Linked DNA regions of Canis lupus: region 2 is linked to region 1. A link is a contact called in public Hi-C data. All regions are on one chromosome and are shown on one strand. The core of a region is the stretch at or near the end of the contact, and the rest is flanking DNA. Distances in the headings are between cores, read along the strand shown.

Evidence for each region. A called contact is a pair of places that touch in the nucleus more often than the background predicts.
Region 2: a contact with region 1 is called in a Hi-C map of blood, with 2.5 times the contacts expected there. The contact joins the promoter of DOK2 here to the promoter of REEP4 in region 1. A contact is called at or near these places in 2 of 9 Hi-C or Micro-C datasets (blood and skin fibroblasts).

The regions. Positions count from the first base shown.
Region 1 is chr25:35,274,379-35,278,494 of UU_Cfam_GSD_1.0, reverse strand. REEP4 (receptor expression-enhancing protein 4) reads right to left here and starts at 2,411. Exons shown (of 8, transcript XM_038573870.1): 1 at 2,023-2,411; 2 at 1,154-1,226; 3 at 718-794; 4 at 506-626; 5 at 1-89. The coding sequence starts at 2,054.
Region 2 is chr25:35,492,552-35,497,100 of UU_Cfam_GSD_1.0, reverse strand. It overlaps DOK2 (docking protein 2), which reads right to left and starts at 3,236. Exons shown (of 7, transcript XM_038573908.1): 1 at 3,136-3,236. It overlaps LOC119865951 (a long non-coding RNA gene), which reads left to right. Exons shown (of 4, transcript XR_005378696.1): 4 at 1,501-2,086.

The DNA of each region.
Region 1 (4,116 bases), core at 1,162-3,661:
GAAGCAGCAATGTTGAGGCCCCGCTTCCCAAAGCTGAGCATCGTCTCATAACTGCGCTCCTTGGCCTGCACGATGCAGGTGTCAATCTCCTGTGGAGGGCGGGGAAGGGGGAAGAGTTCAGGTGCACAGTGGGAGTCATCCTTCCTCTGCAGACCCAGAGAAGCCACTGCGTCCTGTGCCTCCCTGTCCACCCCCACCTACAGGGCGCTGGCAACCACACCAAGGGCAGGGCTCCCCACCCACCCATTCCCCCACCTCAGGGGATGACCATGCTCAGCCTTCTCCCACTGTCCCCAAAACAACTGCCAGCTCTGCACATTCACATGTGCTCCCATTTGATTATCGCAAAAGAGGAAAAAGGCTACTTTCTATCAAGGTCCCACAGCTAAGGGCAACAGGACTCAGATTAGAACCCAGATATCATCCAGTATCCTGAACCCCGAGTCCAGGGTCCTTTCGTTCACACCCACCCCTATGTTTCACTCCCTGACTCCCCCCGAAGTACCTTCTCATGACGGGACAAGGACGGGTGGACAAACTTTCGGTAAAGCAGGCTGGCCCCTTTGGTGTAAGGTGAGAGCAGCCACAGCACAAAGGCCATCTTGATCTCATAGTAGAAAGGGAACCTGTCAGAGGACAGGGTGGGCAAGGTCAGCAGGGAGCCCGGCTGAGTGGGCCAGCACCTCCCCACAGCCCATAGGCCCCCTGCATGCATACCAGGAAATAAAGATGTCTGTGAAGGTCTCCACCGCCATGAATAGTGCAAAGACTATCCAGTACATCATCCATCGGACCTGGGGGTGTGGGTGGGGGTGTCAGAGGCCAACAGCTGAGCCTGCAGAGCCAACTCCCCTGTCCTAGGCTGACCCAGAGATTCCAGAGAGCCTGTCCTGCTGCATTCTCCTGGCAACTGGTTGGCCCTAGAGTTGCCTCTGAGAAACTGCCACTCATTTCTGTACCCACCCCCAAGAAGCTTCACCCACACGATTCTGCATGGGCTCCCCAATCGCCTGCCTTCCAACCACACCCACTCTGCTTAGGATATGCCACCTGCTTATGCCCCTGGAGGCAGGGGATGCCAGTTCAGACCCTCCCCACTTTGCCAAGTCCCCCCAGACCTGAATGAAGCCCTCCTGCCCACAGCCACACTCACATATTCACGAATGTTCTTGGTCTTCACAGCCTTGTAGGAAGCATAAGCTGGGTATAGCATCCCAAACACCAGCCTAGAAGGGCAGCCCATAAAACAGAGGGGGAATATGAGCAGCATCCTGTCCTCCTCGCCCCACCAGGTGGCCACCTCCCTCACAGATGTGAAGTGGCAAGGGCCTACCTGTTCTTCCCGCTTGGCTTGCACAATGTGTGCCTGAGTCAGTGCCCTGGAGGCCACCTCCCCACCCTGCTGTTTACAAACACCCCAAGCCTGCCCGGGCCTGCATCAGTGGCCTATGGGTGCATGATCGAGCGGAACACACACAGCCGCACACAGGTGGGTGGGAGGCAGGCTGCTGAGCTGGTGAGAGCACCAGGCTGTCTGCTCCTGTGGACATGCCATCAGGTCCACGGCCACCAGACCTGGCACTGCCAGGTTGCAGATAGGAATACTGGAGCCAGATGGAGTACTAAAAGGTGAGAAGAGGCCAGAATGGGGAGGCTGAGGCCAGGATGGTGAGTCAGGTGACTGCTCAGAAGGGAAGCAGGCACCTGGAACATCCGCCCACGACGTGCCACATCTTGTGTTTGCTAAGGGACTGCAGGTCGGCCTGAAGTCCTCGGCCCCACACACCTGTCTGCGGTGTGTGTGACTGCGGGAGGGGTGGCCACGGACCAAGGAGGCTTGAGGGCTGGAGGGCAAGCCAGGGTACCCCATGGCACGTGCAGGCCCGCAGGTCCGTTAACCCTCACGGTGAGTGTTGAGGGAGCCCCACAGGAGGCCCCTTTGCCATCAGATGTCCCCCTGTTCCAGATCAGGAGCGCTGTGGCTCCTGGGGATAGAAGGTGTAGGAAGGCACCCGTACTCACACCACCAGGCGACAGATCATCCAGGACACCATCCTGCAGCCTCGGGGACGAAGGGGGAGGGGATCCCCCAAGAAGAGGAGCAGAGGGACGCTCGGGCGGGGCTGGGACGGGGGCTCGGCGGAAGCGCGGGAACCAGAGGGGCGCTCGGGCCGCCCCTGAGTCTGCGGTGCGCGGAGCCGGAGGAGTGGGGCGCCCGGTGCCGAGGCTCGGAGGCCGGGCTCGGGGGCACCGACTCGGGAGCCCGGGGCGGGCGCGTCCTCCCTCGCCGCCGCGCTCCTGGGCGGATGCCGCTGCAGGAACCAGGCGTCGGGCTCCCGCCGCGCCGCTGGGCGGGTCCGGCCTCCGCTCGCCCCGGTCCCCGCGGTCTCGCGGCGCCCGGCCACCGGCACCGGCCTCGGGGCGGAGTTTGCAACTCACTTGAAAGTTGCACGGAACTGCGCGCTGCCCAACCCCTGGGCTCCGGCGCCGGGCGCAGGCGCAGTGCGGCCCCGGGGGGGCGGGGCGGGGGCGAGGACGCCGGGGGCCCGCCCCTTAAAGGGCGACCCGCCTCCCCGCCGTGCGCGGGGGCCCGCGGGTCCAGGAGCCCGCCCGCATTGGCAAGATCAAGGGATGGGAAACCGCAACAAAAAAGATGCAGAGGAGGAAACTTGGACTCCACAATTTTCGCGGCTCTTCCCTGGCTTCCCCCTTTTGCCTCATCTTTCCCTTCTGTAAAATGGGAAAAAGTCCTGGGCCGGGCGCAGGATCCCGCTTCCAGGCTCACGCACAAGGGGAGGGAGGCTTGGCCGAGCGCCGGCAGATCCAGGTCCCGCAGCTCCGGGGCACGAGATGCATAAGCGCCTCCGTGACGCTGAGATGACCCAGAAAGAAAGCGGGAGGAAGTGGGAGAGGGGAGCTGTCGTCACATGCGTGGCTCATCATCCCTTTGAGACTCACCCCGAAGAGTGGGCTTCAGGAGTTGACTTCTCTCAGGGATACCTCTCCAGAGGCACATACCTGGGCGGACTGACCACGAGACATTCTGGACAGAGAGCCCCCAGCCCCCACCCCCCCACCCATGCCTTCTTCACCAGACCTTTGAAATTCCACCTATTTCTGTGAGGACAGAACACAAATGTCCCCGAGAGCTGAATCATATCAACAATTGCCACTTAGTAGCTAATTTTTGTGTGCAAGGTCTTGACCTTTACAAAGATTGCACCCTCTCCCCCCCCCCTTTTTTTTTCACCATTGATGAAAAGTAACATCATCTAGTGGCATTTGTTGCTGGATGATGGGTGAATGAAGACAGAATGATCAGTCTTCTGAACACAGCCCTGGAAGGCCAGAGGGAACGGAGAAGCTCCTCCAGGGGCAGGTGTATATGGGGAAGAAAGTGGGAGGCTCAAAGGAGAAGGCAGGCTTGGTTGCTTCCAGAACTTTGTGTGTAGGATTGCATGCTTTGTATCTCTTCTGCACAGTGCCCCATTCCTCTGGCTGACAATGGGGACTGTGCCCTTCACCCTGCGCAGCCTCCCCCCTGCTTCACAGGGCTGGCAGCAGAGTTACCTAGAACCATGGGGATGGGAAACTTGAACAGTTATTACTTTTTATTAGAGCCATAGTTAATTCCCATCACCTATTGAGAGGATGGAATAAATAATGATGGGGGCCAGGGAAAGGAGGCTTCCTGGGAATAAATAAACACAAGGTAATTATGTAGTCTTAATTACTATCATCCATTTTATTGGTGATGTGGGGTGTGAGAGCTAGCAGTGAAACTGACCCACAGGAGAAACTTCCCTGAGGCCTCCCTCTTTCCCATCTAACCACCCCCTCACCCTGGGCCTCGCTCCTACCCTATGTTGGAAGAACAAGAAACTCCAAGAGCCAGAGTCCCACCCTCCATCTCTAGCCACAGACGTTATGAAAATCTGTGCCCAGAAAAAAGGATGTGGTAACTCCATAGGGGGCCAGCTCAGGAGGAGCTGGGGGCTGCGGTAGAGGGAAGAGCACCCGTTCCTCTGGAGATAAGGGTGCCTGGGCTGTGTGCATGTGCTCCCTTTGGTCCCTGCTGCAGAACCACGTCCTCCCTGGCTGCCTTCCAGAGTCACC
Region 2 (4,549 bases), core at 1,987-4,486, 220 kb before region 1:
GTTAATTAACTCAGAAATTATTTATCAAGGGATGCCTGGGTGGCTCAGCAGTTGAGCCCGGGATCGAGTCCCACATCGGCTCCCTTCGAGGAGCCGGCTTCTCATTCTGCCTCTCTCTCTCTCTCTCTCTGTCTCTCATGAATAAATAAGTAAAATCTTTTTTAAAAAATATTTATTGAGCACCTACTCTGTACAGGCGTACGAGGTACAAGGCATAAACAAGACAGAAGGTGGTTCCTTTCTAATTGGAGACCCTGACAATGAAACGAGTATGCAAGTAAATAGCTCTGGACAGTGAACAATGCTATAAGTATGACAGGGATGGGGTCAGAGGACAACTCTCATAGAATGGTGAGAAAAGCCACTGAGGAGATAACAACAGCACTAAGAAGTCAATGACAGCAGGGAACTAGCTACTTAACGATCTGGAAAACCATGCCAGGCAGAAGCAACACCAAATGCAAAGACCCTGAGAAAGAATCACTAATGTGATGTGTAAATGTGAGGAGCTGCAAGAAAGCCAGAACGAACAGAGCATTGTTAGCAAGAGATAAGGTAAGATTACATGGCTTCTCGGGCCACACCAAAGATTGGGAATGTATTTTAAATGCAACAGAAGGCCACTTAAGGATTTTTATGCAAGGGTGTAATGATCTAATTTATGATTTTAAAATAATGTTCTGCAGCTGTATGGAAAACAGATTATCACAGGGCAAGGCAGGAAGCAGGGAAACTACTTAGGAATCTATTACCAGACCTCAAGAAAAATGTGATGTAGCTTGGACCAGGGTGTTAGCAGTAGAAATGAAGAGAAGCGGCCGGATTTGGGTATGTATTAAATTTAAATTAAATGGGACTTGCAAGTGGATTGGATGTGAAGGACTGTTGAGATGCTAGGAATCAAGGTAATGCCTGGGTTTTTAGCTGAGCAACTAGGTAAAGAGTGGTACCATTTACTGATGAAGAGAGGATAGAGTACCAAGGGCGAGGAGCTGGATTGGTTGGGGAGTAAATGGGGGCCTAGACCACAGACAGCTGTTACTCCCACCCAATCAGGCAACTAAGGAATTGGAAGACTGCCACTGCAATTGTGACTCCAAGAATATACCACTGCAGCTGCAATGCCAAGGTCGGGAAGCCCCTGACTCACCATCCCCACTCAATACAATCAGGGAGCTTATGATTGGACACTAGGAAAACAAAACACAGCACAACACAACACAACATCCCAGGGGTTAGGCTTGCCAGAAGCAACAGTCAAAAGCTTCTGCCTCACTTCTGCCTCCAAAAATCTTCCCTCAGTGAATCTAATTGGCAGAGGCGATCTTGCATTGGGAACCCTAGCTGCAAGGAAGTCTGGGTAATGTAGTTTTTAGGCGTCCTACCTCTGCAAATCAGAACGATTGCACTAGGAGGACCCAGGTTGAAATGAATGCTGAGCACCAGGCCTCTCTGTCCACAACAGGAAGTGATTCACTACCACCTTCATTTCCATTGCAGGTGGTAGCCCACAGTCGGTATAAACTTCAAACGACCAACAGTCTCAGAATCCAGAGAAGATTTAATCTGGGGGCCTTGACTGGAAGCAAGAGTGAAATCCAATGGAACACAGAAACCAGCATTATCTAACACTGATAATTCCTAGCGGAAAAGATTGGAATCGGCCTCAGCGGGAAAGAGACTGACCTGATCTGACCCAGGAGGTTGGCCCTCCCAGTCAGACTGAGCCCAGGGGTCCTAAACACCCTTTATCTCACCCTACCGCCACCGCCACCACCTCTTCCCAGCATCTGACCCCTCTCAGGAGGCAGCCTAGAGGGCTGGTTAAGATAACAATCTACTTGCGAACATTGCAACTGTGCCTTCTGCGTGTTTCCATTGTCACCACTATTTGGCGGCAATTAGCATGAACGTTTCTGGAGGAGAAAAAGGACAGAGGTGAAAAGAGGGGAGATCACTATCCGGGTTGCTGGTAAAACGCAGGATCCGAGGGCAATGGCCCTGATCCCCTGGAGCAGAAAACTAGAAAGACAAACATAAATTCGGTCGACGTCGAATTGGAAATTCATTGGAAAGTAAATAATAATGCAGACATCCGAAGTGTGGGGTGGGGGTGGGGGGGCACACGGGCGGAGGGCGCAGCGAAGACCGTCGGGGTGTGATGGGACAGCATCTGCACGGTTGGGGTGCGGAGGGGGGCATCCGGGGGCAGGTCGGAAGGACACTCGGGAAGAGAGGCGTCCCCCAGGTGCTGGATCCGGGCGGGGACAGGTCCCGGCCCCTCTCCCGGAGCCGCCGCCAAGCCGGCCCGCGGCAGGTAGCCCCAAGTCCCGCTCCAGCGCCCGCCGCAGCCGGCGCGGCCCCTTTAAAAACCATGTAAACAAAGCTTTGTTCCCCCGGCTCCCCTCCCTCGCGCTCCCCCGGCCCGCTCCCTCTTCCCACCCCCCGCGTCTCCGGGCCGCTGACGTTGCCCGCGCCTTTACGCCGTCCCAGCGGCGCTGCGCATTCTCCAACCGCGGCCGCGGCCGCCGGGGCCTGCGCAGCCGAGCAGCGCTACGCCGCGAGCGTAGCGCGACGAGCCCCCAGCGCGCAGGCGCAGCGGCGACGGCGGCGGCGGCGGCAGCGGCCCCGGCCGAGGTGCGCGCTGGGGGGGAGGGGGGGCCGGAGAGGAGCATGAATGGAGCAAAATGGCGGATCATGTGCAGGTGAGAGGAGCCGCGGGGGGGAGGCGGCGGCCGCGGAGAGTGGGGGAGTGGGGGGCGCCCGCGGCCCAGAGGGCTCGAGCCGGCTCGGGGCTCGCCAGGCCCGCGCCGCCACCGCTCGGGGCTCCGGAGCCGCCGCCCGTCCCGGAGCCCCCGGGCCTTTCCCGCCTCCCGGGCCGGGGGGCCTCCTCCATCCCCTCCCACCGGGTCCCACGCCTCTCGCGCGGGCCGGAGCTGCGGGAATCCGTGCCCCGGCGCGCACCGCTTACACGGCTTATCGGGCACTGTCCCCCCGCTGGAAGGAGGCCTTCCGCGAGTCCTCCTACCCCCCGAGACGGGGGGGGGGAGGGAGACCCCCTCGCCGGCTCTGCCCCGAGGGGCCTGCCCCGTGACCCTCGCCAGCTCCCGGCGAATACCAGGAGGGAAAGCTCACCCTGGGGAACCTCGCTCTCCCGAGTAGTTCCCGCCGCCGGCCTCTTCACGGCCCCGAATACGGGAGACGACCCCCGCCCCCACCTGGCCGCCTCCCCCCACCCCCTCCGCGGATGCGCCCTTCACTCCCACACTCCCGATCGCACAGCCCTCGGGGCCGAGCTCCCCAGTCCTCCAAAATGGGTGCTCGGGCCTGGGCCCGCCCTCCCTCCTGTCCCCCTATCCACAGTGAAGGAGTTGAGTGCCCACACCTCCTCTGAAACGCGGGGTGGAGGGGGGTGTGTCTGGAATGAGCGATTCGGTGTTGGGTGCACACGTTGCCGTGGAGGGTCTCCACGAGGGGCTCCCTGGGGCTCAGGACCTGCCCTAGCCGTGCCTTGGGCCCAAGCCACTTTTCTTCAAAGACATGGCACAGGCCCTAGGAAGGGACAGCCCGCACCAAACCTGGTCGTAGCTCAAGGACTGCCAGGTTATTTTCTTGCAAACTCCGTAAAGTTGTTTTCTTCTCTGTGCTCTAGACGTGATTGAGATAGATAGATAGATAGATAGATAGATAGATAGATAGATAGATAGATAGATAGATATGTTTTTTTTTAATGACAGTTATTGATACAAACGTGTTGTCAGAATTCTTCAGATTTTTTTTCTAGGTAACTGCACAGATTTTGTGTTGTGGGAAGTGCAGAGAGGATGAGAAGCGTCACCTTATTTTGCACGCTGTACAGTACCATTTCTCTCAAGAACAAGAAGCTAGAGTGGCTATCAGTTGTTTAATTGGGAGAGGAGGCACTAGTTTTCAGGCCCAGGGATCAGTGGAGTAGATCTTTGGAGAATGAGGGGTAAGTTATCAGGACAGAATTATTAAAAAAAAAAAAAAAAATGTAACCGAAGATAGAAGACCACAAAATTTGTGTTTTAAGTTTTTGTTTTTCTTTAAGATTTCGTTTATTTATTCATGAGACATGCAGAGACATAGGCAGAGGGAGAAGCAGGACCCCCAGGAACACCACTGGAGCCAAAGGCAGACAGATGCTCAACCGACTGAGCCACCCCAAGTGCCCCGAGATTTGTGTTTTAAAGCCAGTATCATGGCCTGATTCAGAAATAGCAGTAAAACGATACAAGGTAATAATAGTATAGTGTAGCACCTTGAGTTTTATACCAGCCATTTCTAAGAAACACGAAGGATCTTATGATTTAAAAAAAAAAAAAAAAAAAATTCTCCCATCCTAGAAGAGTAGGTAGGTAAGACCTATTTCTCTTTTTAGAGGCAAATCAAAGCACAAAATGATTTATGTGAGATGAAGCTGAGTGGACCAAAGGCATTTTGACTCTGGATCTGGTGTTATCTGTTGGGGGGAAAAAAATAGTGTCCATGAGCATTCTGAAACGTGATTCAAAGGGTTAGCCTTCCC